2 separate regions of the Drosophila melanogaster genome follow, and region 1 is linked to region 2. Evidence: chromatin contacts called from public Hi-C data. All regions are on one chromosome and are shown on one strand. The core of a region is the stretch at or near the end of the contact, and the rest is flanking DNA. Distances in the headings are between cores, read along the strand shown.

Region 1 (2,754 bases), core at 117-2,616, 310 kb before region 2:
TAGTTTTTACGTTATATATTTTACTTTTGCCCTTCGTACAGACTAAGATTAAGTTCGTTGCTAACGTTGCTCTAACAAGTGCCATTCATACTTGTCTAAAATGGCTGTCATCATTAACCTTAATTGAGACTTTTCAAACTGGACGCTCGAGAAAATACTATAATTCAAGTTGAAATAATTTGCATAAGTTTTCAGTTCAGTAAAATAGATTTTTACTACATATGCAACGGTGAATCACTACCTATTCAGCTGTTCTATAAAGCGCAGGAACTTTGCATTCGGTTGCAATTGGGTAAACTCAGATTTTAGTGATGGCTTATAAAGATTGGCGGACCCATATAAAGATAAAGCTACGCGGGAATAAAACTTTCCACCACTGCAGTGCTGAATGTTTTCGACGCATCCTTCAGACGAGGCACTCACCACAAGGTACGACCACTCCCAGTTCTTCTCGTTCTGCACGGTTTGGGCCTGGCTGCTGGTCCTGGCCAGGCTGATGGGGTTGGATCGATTGTACTCGATGGCCGAGTCGAAGTAGGAGTCCATGATGGCGCCAGTTCAGTTCAGTTCAGATTGGATTGGGTGGATGGGAGATCAGATGATCAATGTGGCGGGCTCATTTTCGGTGGCAGCTACTCAGAATCAGAGGCTGGCTGCCTATTTCGCCTATTATCGGATCAAACAATTAGCTAGCGGCTATCAGAGTTTCAGCCGCAAAGTCCCCCAATAGGCATTGAATCAGTCAATTGAGGGGCTTCGCTTATCGGAGCCAACAGAAAGAGGGAGGTGTGCGGAGAAGCTCTCCGGATTTTGGATTTCGGGCTGCGAGCTGTGCGATTCGTATGTTCGTATGCATGTATGTATGTGCGTATATGGTGGCGAAAACAGCAGCTAATTTAGCAATTTGTCTAATGTGCCGTTGATAGTGGTAATAGCTAATGGTCTGTAAATCAAACTCACCCGCACTCGCACTCCAAATCGCAATCGAAATGGGAATGGGAATCGATCAGGCGGAATTCGTCTGCATTATCAGCTGCGGTGGGCGAGAGCGAGTGTAGAGGTAAGGATCAGGGCTATATGGCTGTGTAATTTATTTACGGGCTTTGCACGTACGGCCGGGCACTTGAGGCGACCGATTTCGCACTTCACTTTCGTTGGGTAATAAATACGATAATAATTAATAAAAAATTAACACCACTTAAGCGCGTTGCGCTCCAACAAGCCAATACACGGCGGACAGGTATCACAAATTACTCTTTTGCCGCGATAAGCGCTCGCCCCGATTCGATTCCGTCCGACTTAATTGCCCGCCGGAGCTGCTATCAACACACGCGACCGACTCCAACCAACTGCTGCGACCAACTGAGGGCTCCAACGAGCCCACCACACCTGTCCAATCGTTCGCACTTGGATTCTCGATGGTTGAGTGCTGAAAGTGGAGTGCTTATCAGTGTGAAAAGTGTTTGGCGGCGCTGGCACTTGATTGATGACACAGCCGTAGGGTGCTTGCTTGTCAAGTGAAATTATTAAAAGTCTGCTCTGGATTATTGTAATTTATCAAAACTAGTTAAATAAACCATAATTCTGCTTGCTCTAAGGTTCAAATTCAAATTTAAATTTTTCTGGCGCCTCGTACTGGCTCCCTCTAGCGGTTTACGTTGGAAGCTGGTATATTCAGCCCTATTTGTACGGCAACTCTGCTTTGAGGTAAAATCAATTACTTTAAAATGTATTTCTTGCAAAGTGTATTCAACAACCAACTTTGCAACTTTCGAGAACAAGACAGCAAAAAATCGAACAGGAGAATTTCGGTTGAAATTCGAAGAAAACTGATTTCCCGCCACAGCGAGTGTGACCAGTTGCCGTAATTTGAAGCGGCTTGCGATCTAGCCGTATTTGGTATTTTGGTCAAAAATAGATACGCATTCCAAGCTGTTTATTTTTCAGAAACTTGCAAATATTGCAATCGTTCGACTGATTTGATAATAAGTACGGAAAAGCGGCGGAAAAGCAGCAGCAGCCATGTCGGCCTTCACGGATTCGGCGCTACTCAAGAAGCTGGCCGAGCTAAACAGCAGCCAGCAGAGCATCCAGACGCTCTCCCTGTGGCTAATTCACCACCGAAAACACAGTGCAGCGATTGTAAGGACCTGGCAGCGGGAGCTGGAGAACGGTGGGTATCCCCTGGCAGTTACTGGCCATTCAGTGCAGCACACCTACTAATACACATGCATCCCCAAACAGTGCCGGAGCCTAAGAAGCTGACCTTCATGTACCTGGCCAACGACGTGATCCAGAACAGCAAGAAGAAGGGCCCGGAGTACGGCAAGGAGTACAGCCTTGTGCTGGGCAAGGTGTTCGCCCACATTGGCGAGAAGTGCAACTCGGACAAGTTGCTGGGCAGCCTGGGAAGGATCCTAAACATCTGGCTGGAGCGGGGCGTCTACGATCCCAAGACCATTGCCGACTGGAGGTCGCGATTACACAAGGAGGCTCCTGGCAGCAGCTCCAGCAGCAATGGCAAGACCAATGGCGATAGTGAGAAGCCCGAGAAGGAGAAGGATCACGGCGGCAGCGGCAAGCCCGAGAAATCCGAGCGCCGCGAGAAGCGCAAGCACGAGGATCGCCACTCTAAGTCCAAGCGCTCGCGCCATCACGTCCAAGGCAGCAGCGCGAACTCAGCTCCTCCGACGGAGGAAGTAGTTTCTGTGGAACCCGAGAACGGCCACACGCCACCCTACTTGCCTTTGGGAG
Region 2 (2,700 bases), core at 22-2,521:
GACAAGCGAATGCTGTGGGAATTCCCCCCGTGAATCCGGGCAAAGTACACAAAAGACAATCCAGACGAAATGGAAAATAAAAATATTTATAACGTGAAAATGCCAGGGGAGTGAAAGAGAGATATTGGAGGGGGGAAATGGGTGGAAATTCCACAGTTGATTGCCGGGCGTTGGCGGGAATTTCCTTTATTCGAGCTGCGCGCTTCCTTTTTTTTCGCTCCCCCATTTTTCGACAAATCAAAAACAGACGAATTTGTTTTGGACACGACACTTAAAAAGTTGCTCTGTGCGAAAGAGAGGGCAGCAGGCCAGACACGTGTGTGCGGGGGTTGAAGTCTCCACACACACACACACACACACACATATGAATATATATACTCCAAGTCCCGAGTCTTTGAGTCCTTATTGATTTAAAAATGCAAATCGCATTTGGCCTCAAGATGTTTTCATTTCCGCCGCGTGATTTTGGCAGCCGCCTGCGGCCAACTTTCAGCTTTCCCCTTTCCCATTTTCCCTTTTCCCATTTCCCAGCGCCTTTCTGTCTTCGAGTGCCATTAATGGCAATTAAATTTATAGCCAGCGGATTATGAGGCTGGTAACTGTCACTTGCAGTTCGCCTTCGAAGGGGGCGTGACTGATTGAAGAAGTGTGCGCCATGGGATTATATTGAGTTCATGAATCCTCAGTTATATTGTTCAATGCAGATACATGTATGTATGTATCTGCTGAATGCGAAGGGTTGAGATAATATGCATATGCGGTTTTCAAAGCTTTCATATTTCTCTTTTTAGACATTAAATATAGCCAGCATGACTGAGTAATAACTATTCAAATGCAAATAACTATCTATTTTCGACGGCACTGCTCACGAAAAGTAGATAGTTCCCAGATATTTGGCACCAGACCTGCCAGCTAATAATGCATTCTACACACAGATCAATCCATTAGTTGATAACACTCGGAACGTGACCTGCATTCAAAAAAGTGAAACCAAAAACCGCCCATAAATCGCGTTGGTCGCAATAAACGCTTCGGTTTTCGGGCGCCAGCGATTTTTCGAGTGCGTTTGTAAAAATCGCAATAAACGTTGCAATGAACAACACTCGAAATGATGAATCACCTGGGCATCCTCATCAATGCAGCGTTTGCCAAACCGCAGGGCACGCGACACTGGACAATGGCGTCGAGTCGAAGTCCTGAGCCCAGTCCAACCGGACCACCAATTGCAGGGCAGTGCAATGTGTGCTGATATTTATGGCGCGCACTGTGCAGCAAAGTGAACAACAAGCGGCCGCAAAAAGTGCAGCAAAAGCAAGGATGGAGGCCCTTAAATCATGTTGCATACAACTAGGCGCAGTGCAATGCACCCACACTCAAGCAGCCGGCCACAAGGACTCACCCACACATCCACACACCCACCCACACGCTCTCAACCTGTGTCACTCGAGTGTGAATATCCGCACTCGTTCATCACCCATTCCACATGGGAAAATGGAACCCCAGATCCGGACCCAAACCACTCGTTAGAAAGCCATCGTTAATGGAGCTCCCATCGCCGCCGGCTGGCCAACACTTTGTGTGTGTCCTTTGTCCTGTGTCCCCGTCACAATTCCACACACAGGATACAGATTCCAGGATCCAGAATCCAGAGTCCTGTGTCCAGCTGCCCGGGCCTCGGCCACCGCAAGCTGGACACCCGCTGCGATTTGATTGCGAATTTTTCTGACATTTTTGCACATTTTTGCCGTAGCCACCGAGTTTTCTTTCAGCTTTTTTCATCGCTGGGATTTTTCCTGCCTTTTGTTTTACCATTTTGCTTGCTCTCCATTTTCACACTTTTGACAAACTGCAGTTTCAAGTGTTCAAGCCGAAGATTTATAGCTGAAGTCTAGGCAATGATCATCAAATAATAGTTGAAACTTTCACGAGAATAAGTTTGAACCGAAAATATAAGTCTAAGTTTAACATAGCCAAGTATATTAGCAAAAACAGCTGAGACTGAAAACTTATAATAGACTGCACATAAAAGTGGTTCATTACAAGGAAATTTACAATGCAGGCGGGTTGCCTGATCCACATGAAGTAAACTAAGTAAACTTCATAAATTTAAAGCAACCCATTTAGCTAAAATCAATCATTTAACAATCACCATTATTCAACGCCGTAGCTGGTGGAGAAGATTTCGCAATTTCCATCTCACAGTTACATTTTCACAAATGAAATACTGGATGATCTTTTTCCAGACGCGGACATTATACGATCATTAGGGCGTAAGTGATCGATGAGGCAAATGTTTCTCCGAAAGGGGCGTGACCTGGCCGATGATGAGTTGATGAATTCCTGAGCTGCCAGCAACTGGACACGCTTATTGTGCAATTATGAAATTTTTATGAATCATTTGCCAGCGAAATGCTGCAAAAAGAGCTGCACTAATTTGGCGTGACATTGTCAGTCATCAGCAGCCTCCTCCTCATCATCATCATCATCATCAGCAGCAGCAGCAGCATTTCAGGGGATGACTTCTGGCCGTGATTGAGTTGTGATCGATTACATTGTGACACGACCGAATTGGCCACGCAAATTGTTGGCAGCGCTGTGAAAGCGAAAAGGGCACCTTTGGGCTTACAAAAATTAATTTAATTATTGCATGCCGCCGGGCTGGGAAAAAAAGTGCGCAGCGCAATCAATGAAAACTGGCCG

Evidence for each region. A called contact is a pair of places that touch in the nucleus more often than the background predicts.
Region 1: a Hi-C map of the Kc167 cell line shows a contact between it and region 2, with 2.3 times the contacts expected there. A contact is called at or near these places in 13 of 107 Hi-C or Micro-C datasets (the D17-c3 cell line, the Kc167 cell line, the ML-DmBG3-c2 cell line and 3 more) and 1 of 7 datasets of targeted methods (the Kc167 cell line).

Annotation. Positions count from the first base shown.
Region 1 is chr3L:2,236,220-2,238,973 of dm6, reverse strand. ACXD (Adenylyl cyclase X D) reads right to left here and starts at 1,366. Exons shown (of 12, transcript NM_138984.4): 1 at 961-1,366; 2 at 424-666. The coding sequence starts at 546. It overlaps CG9018, which reads left to right and starts at 1,898. Exons shown (of 4, transcript NM_139444.2): 1 at 1,898-2,173; 2 at 2,245-2,754. The coding sequence starts at 2,023.
Region 2 is chr3L:1,926,723-1,929,422 of dm6, reverse strand. It overlaps lncRNA:CR45826 (long non-coding RNA:CR45826), which reads left to right and starts at 1,271. Exons shown (of 1, transcript NR_133157.1): 1 at 1,271-1,800. All of the region lies in intron 4 of Dbx, which reads right to left.